Linked DNA regions of Zea mays: region 1 is linked to region 2. A link is a contact called in public Hi-C data. All regions are on one chromosome and are shown on one strand. The core of a region is the stretch at or near the end of the contact, and the rest is flanking DNA. Distances in the headings are between cores, read along the strand shown.

What was found. Hi-C and Micro-C count contacts between places; a contact is called where the count stands out from the background.
Region 1: a Hi-C map of leaf shows a contact between it and region 2, with 5 times the contacts expected there. The contact joins the enhancer-like site here to the promoter of LOC100383343 in region 2. A contact is called at or near these places in 6 of 25 Hi-C or Micro-C datasets (leaf, seedling and tassel).

What each region holds. Positions count from the first base shown.
Region 1 is chr8:103,071,509-103,075,037 of Zm-B73-REFERENCE-NAM-5.0, reverse strand. No RefSeq gene overlaps it. Among protein-coding and RNA genes, the nearest start is that of LOC100280167, 70 kb to the left of the region's middle. Within about 2 kb of position 1,292, at least 6 of the 20 cell types and tissues checked have an H3K27ac peak or open chromatin away from gene starts, as enhancers often do. A contact at or near this core is called in leaf, where this site is marked.
Region 2 is chr8:102,887,546-102,890,757 of Zm-B73-REFERENCE-NAM-5.0, reverse strand. LOC100383343 (Polypyrimidine tract-binding protein homolog 3) reads right to left here and starts at 1,299. Exons shown (of 15, transcript NM_001175999.1): 1 at 1,218-1,299; 2 at 1,033-1,098; 3 at 821-892; 4 at 658-734; 5 at 302-383. The coding sequence starts at 1,089.

The sequences.
Region 1 (3,529 bases), core at 43-2,542, 180 kb before region 2:
TTTTGTTTCTATTAGCTGGGTGGAGTGTCACCCTATTGCAGCAGCCTGACCAGTTTCTCAAATATGCATAACTGGCAGTAAATCCTAGGAACCACACATGACACACTGTATTAATTAGTCCCCCCATGATAGTCTGTATAAGTTGTGCACTGGCAAAAGGGAACTGTTGAATTCTGTAATCCAAATAAAATCTCCTCCATGACACAGGATCAAATAGAACTTCCTACAAGATCAGCTACTATTTGAAATAGAACTTCCTAAGTGAGAGGCCGCTCAGGACTTTCATGTCGAAAGAATGATTTCTTACAAACTCTAGGAAGTATTATTGCTTCAGTTCCTCTTCTGTTGCCTTCTTTTAACCTGATCTTTGTTGGCTCACTCACTTCGACATTGTGCAGCGCAATATTACCGGCACTTTTTCGTGTTTGTTTCTTCCTCGACTCTTATTTGCATTTACATATTTGCAATGTCAGCACTGTAGGCCTTCAAACACTCTCCAGCTTCTTTGGGGCTTCCGATACAGATCAGACGGCAGGCCTAGCATCTACAGCCAAGGATGCCTGAACAACTTCCTCGAAGTCTTCTGTAGCAAGACAAAGCCTTCCAAACACAGGTTCCGGGCCTACACAAGTTCCTGTCTGTAAATTGCGAATGCAGTGTGCATGCGTCTCGGGCTGGCCCTTTGCAATCCTCTCGCACCTCACAGGCTCGTAAGGAGCACAGATTCATGTGCAGTTAGGTTTCCTGAAGACCTAAACCGCGTGATCTGATCTGATATTCTGATGCCCACTGAGTTGAATTCCCATCATTCAAGGCATCCAACAAGAGACGACCTAAACTCTTCGTCTGCTTCTGGAATTGGGTCTTGGAACGTTGGTGTCTGCTTTTTGTTTCTGGTGGGAACCCGTCCTGATTCCTCGAGGGTATCTTCTGCTGGTCTCCTGGGTTCTGACTACTGCCAAGGACTTTACTGGAGGACTGGAGCATGTTGATGTCGAAGCCGGCTGTGCTGGAGGACTTTACTGCTGGTCTTCTTGCATTGCAACGGTTCTTCTCATGGAATTCCATTTATGTGCAACTGGAAGCTAGAATGTGAGCATATCTAGCGCAACTATACATATTGGTGTAGCAGTGCAACCAAGATAAGTAGAGGCAGGAAGATTTTTTTATTATTATTTTTGCTGCAACGCAAGTCGCAGCGTGTTTCTGAAAGCGACTAGCACTTGCTGAGCTCGCAATTGGCCCTGAATCACGTCGACCAAGTCCACTTGCTGACTTCGCAATTGTTTGTTGACTGCGCAGGTGGTCAGGGCGCCGCAGTTCTGAGTTTGGCGGTTGTTTGTGCTGCGTTAACTCGCAAGTCAAAGTGATCAGGGCGCCGCCGCAGTTCTGAAACGCGTGGGTTTTTAAAGAGAACAATAATATCATGAAAGGATTTGACTATTTAACAATCTTTTGAACAATAATATCACGGAAGACTTAACAATTATTCAACGACCATTTAATGGAACATGTAGTGCGTTATACGTGGTACTATCTTAGTGTTGCTACTCTATCCAATTATCTGTGGTGATGTTGAATGGATGATTGAATAACGATAGAATTTATGTAATGGTATTTAGATGGATATACTTGATATTCACACAATGTATTATTTTGACATATGCTTAATCTCTGTCGGCATGGATGACCTGATGGGTGACTCATACCTGTATGGGTACTGTTGACGCCCGTAGCGGTGCCCTCTGCACAGGGGCGGACGGTCCGCGCGCAGGGGCCGGACGGTCCGCGACCTGGTGCGAGGCGCGACGATGCTCTCTGGTCAGGCGCGGACGGTCCGCGACCTGGTGCAGGAGCTCGGGTTCTCTGCCTTACGGCCGGACGGTCCGCACCCTAGGGCCGGACGGTCCGCGCGTGCGCAGGGGCGGCGGAAGATCGCCGGCGGCGCCTGGATCTCGCTCCCGGGACGGACCCCGTCGGGGAGGAGAGATCCTAGGAGTTGTCTAAGCTCGAATAGACCGACCTAGACTCCTCTAATCGACGTAGAGTCGAGGAGAGGCAGAAGATTTGGGGATCGAGAGGCTAAACCTAAACTAGACTAGAACTACTCCTACGATAAAATGCGAAATAGAAGTTGTATTGATTCGATTGTTGATGATTAATCGGCCGTAGACCTCTCTATTTATAGAGGAGGGGGGCTGGACCCTTTACACAACTGATTCCGAGCTAATCCTGCGAATATAGCTAACAACCGTAGCACAAAACTCGGAACCCTAAACTGCTCTGCGCATGCGCGGACCGTCCGGCCCACAGGCGCAGACTGTCCGGACCGCGGACCGTCCGGCCTCAGGGCTGGACCGTCCGCCAGCTCAAAAGTGTGCTCAACATATGCCCCCCTGCCTTTTGGTGGACCTGAGCAAACCAAAAGCAACTAACTCGATGTGATTACATCGGTTCTCTTAGGCATCTTGCCACATACTAGGATGGTACTGTTTGAGGAAACGCCCATTCAAAGCCTTAGACAAATCCTTGCCTTGTAATGTTTGTAGCAAATAGGCGTTGCCAGACATCACCTGTTTTACTTTATAAGGACCCTCCCAGCTTGGCGACCATTTCCCAAACTTCCGGTCTTTATTCCTTAGCGGTAGAATGGTCTTCCACACCAGGTCCCCTACTTGAAATGATTTTGTTTTGACCTTCTTGTTGTAGGCCCTGGCTACCATGATCTTGTCCTTTTCTATTGCTTCCAAAGCTATCATCCTCTTGTCAGTCACCTCATCAATATTATCCATCATTGAATTATAATAATCAGTAACAGTTAGATCATTTTGTCTGGCAAACCTGACAGCATTCAAACTTATTTCCACAGGCAACACTGCTTCCTGCCATAGACAAGCTCAAAAGGAGATACTTTAGTAGCCCTATGTTTAGATATTATATGAGCCCATAAAGCTTCAGACAAAATCTTATGCCAATGTTTAGGATTATCGGATATCTTCTTTTTTATCAAATTAATCAATGTCCTATTACTAGACTTCGCATGTCCATTGGCCTGAGCATAATATGGAGATGAATTAAGTAGCTTAATCCTGTATGATTCGGCAAATTCACGTACCTCCTTTGACATAAAAGAAGTACCTTGATCTGTAGTCAAGGTCTGGGGAATGTCGAATCTATGAATAATATGCTCAGTTATGAACTCAATTACCTCCTTGTGCGTCATGTTCTTCAGAGCAACGACTTCAGTCCATTTGGTGAAATAGTCAGTGGCAACTAACACGAACCGATGCCCCTTTGATGACGAAGGATAAATTTCTCCAATAAAGTCTAATCCCCATCCTCTGAAAGGCCAAGGCTTGATGATAGGATGTAATTCAGCTGCAGGGACCAACTGTAGGTCGCCGAATTTTTGACACACCTGGCAACCCTTGTAGTACTTGAAACAATCAGCTATCATGTTAGGCCAATAAAAACCAGACCTTCGCAACAACCATTTCATCTTTGGAGCCGATTGGTGGGTACCACAAAT
Region 2 (3,212 bases), core at 50-2,549:
TTGTTTTTTCATGTTAAGTCAATGCACTATTGTTTTTATGCCTGCATGTCCGATGTGGTTAATTGATTATCATACAACTTAATGCCAACAAAGGTCAATAAGAAAGTATAACAAAACGTGATGCACTAATAATCTAACATGCATCAGTTTCATCCAGGGCCTACAGCATATAATCTAACATGCATCAGTTACATCCAGGGCCTATAGCATAAATGCATAATATTGGTTTAGGTTTAGACTATATTACTATATTGGAAAATATAGTAATAAACTAATTATACAGTACAGAAGCGTGGCATACCTGATCAGAATTCCTTCCATGAGAGCTCTGGTCAGTGGTAAGCTCTTGGTGAGATGAGAACTGCATGTATACATTCCTTCCCCTAAAATGTCAAACATGATGCACAAAAAATGATAAATCACATATAGGATGGGATGTTAAACTCAATTGTTAAAAATAGGGTATTCTTAAGTTCAACACTTCGCAACAAAAAAGCCCAAAAACATATCCTCAGCATCCATAAATTTAAACACATTAGCTACCAGGCATATGGCTATGCTACTTGGCAGCTTACATCGTAACACATGTATGAATGTCTCTTTTGGAGCCCTTGGCATCCATAAGGCATTGCGGCCAATACGCATAGACTGCATTACCTTATGCTAGGTTGAACAGAAGTGTAATATTGCAGCGCGCTCACGGAAGCATGGAGGTCTTCCATCTGCAGAAGAGCCTGAGCCACAAAACAAAACAACCAGAAGTAAGCAATACCTATAGTCAATCTACTCAGTCAAATGCTGGAAAGAAGAAATGACCCACTTGGTTCTTGGCACGCAACATGACGATCTTGGAGACCATGCCGAACGGCTGCAGCAGCTGAAGGAGATCAGACTGCAAAACAGCAGCAGAGTGGCGGAATATAGCCATTAAAAATCAAATTTTTCCATAAATCAAACAATCCGATTCGAATTTGATCCGAAAAAACAAAATCCAAAAGGTTCGAGATTCCCCTTAACTGATCCCCTACATACCTCGGCAATCTCGTGCCCGACGTTGCGGATGTGGATTACCTTGGACGGCTCTGACATCCTCCCGCACTGTAACACAGGCAACAGCCAAAAATCACCAAGAAATTGGTCGGTCGCGAAACTATCGAGGAAACGGGGAGAAGAGAGATCTACAGCCAAAGCTCCAATCTTCTGGCAACAAACATTACCTTGTTGAGAGGGTTTAAGAGGGAGAGAGATCTAGGGTTTTGCCGTCGGCTGACGCTGCGGCGAAGAGAGAGAGAAGGGAGGGGGGCACGGCAGTAGTGTATTTGTCTTCTGGATTCAGCAGAAAAGGATAGTGATGACGCCTTGTTGTACCCGACTCCTGACTCCTGAGTCAGGCGAGCGCTTGATTTGGGCAGGCAGAGACCACCTTCGTGGTCATCGGCTGCTACAAGGATGTCTTTATTCATCTGTGAAAAAATTCTCTATTTAACACGTTCCCTTATTCAACATTAAATGATAAAAACTTCTTTATTTAACATCGGTTTTATATTTCTCAATCTCTCCACCTCTCTTCTATGCTCCTTTAAATCACGAGTTCTAAAGAATTCATATTCTTTGGAACAGTATGTCACACCGTCTGTAGATCTAACTTTTGTGTTAGACAAAAACTTGTAATTCCTATGTTGTGCAAATTATATGTACTACTAAAAGTCACATGAAGGGGGTGATTTTTTAGACTGACAACGGATGAAGAGAACCCCACCTGAATTTTATTGACTCTAGCAATGACTAAGTCACGTCTTAACAACCTCGTTTATAAGGGAAACGAAGCAACCCCTTACATGATGTTGTGGCAGACCACATATTACAGACAACTGCAAAGCACAGCGCAGTAAGGACTTTAACAACAGAGAGGAAACAGAGAAGGCAAACATAACACGACGCAGGTTTAAGCGGCCGAAACGACGACAGTCGTATGACGACTACAATGAGAGCAACATACTCATCGGCATACTAAAGCCAATGTGCATCTAGACCTCCCCTCGTAGCTACGTGTGTCCCACTTTTGGCCATCTGCCATGCAACACAGACGGGGACTAAGGGAGGCAGGAGGCACACTGACCACAACATACTGCAAATGACGACCTCCCTTTGAGCAAACAGAAGCACTTGACGACGCATCCGAGATCTGAAAGGGAAATGTGCCCTTGGGCCATTTCTAAAGTATTTTGGTGATTGAGTGCCAACACAAGCGCTTAAATGTGAATCTATGCCCATGGATGAACAAAGTGCAAATCAAGAGCAAAGGTATGTTTCTAAGTCTTAGTGCATTGGTTTTGTGTACTAATATACGTGTCTAAGTATCAGAAACAGAAAGAAGAAGAAAAGAGAAGAGTTGGCTGTGTACAGCCAAGAGGCTGTTTCGGTCTGGGGCACCGGACTGTCCGGTGGTGCACCGGACAGTGTCCGGTGCGCCAGGCTGCCTCGGGCGAAGTGGCCGCTCTCGGGAATTCGCCGACGACGTACGGCTAAAATTCACCGGACTGTCCGGTGTGCACCGGACTGTCCGGTGAGCCAACGGTCGGCTGGGCCAACGGTCGGCCGCGCGATCTACGCGGGACACGTGGCCGAGCCAACGGTCGGAAGGGGGCACCGGACTGTCCGGTGTGCACCGGACATGTCCGGTGCGCCAACGGCTCCCGCATCTGCAACGGTCGGCTTCGCTATTTAAGGAAGGAAATCGGGCACCGGACAGTGTCCGGTGTGCACCGGACTGTCCGGTGCGCCCGACGACAGAAGGCAAGGGTGGCCTTCCAGATTTGTTCTCAACGGCTCCTAGCTGCCTTGGGGCTATAAAAGGGACCCCTAGGCGCATGGAGGAAGAGACCAAGCAACCTTAGAGCATTCTTGATCATCCACACTCAGTCTTTGCGCATTCGTTTGTCATTCTCAGTGATTCGAGCTCCGTTCTAGTGAGAACTTTGAGATAGTCTTTTGAGCTCGATTCTTGGCCATGTGTGTGCGCATTTTGCTGTGGATTTGTGTGTGTTGCTTCCCTCCCTTACTCCGTATTTCTCTGTGAATCTCAAGTGTAAGGGCGAGAGACTCCAAGTTGTGGAGATTCCTCGCAAACGGGATATTGAAAGGAAAAGCAAGACACTGTGGTATTCAAGCTGGTCTTTGGACCGCTTGGGAGGGGTTGATTGCAACCCTCG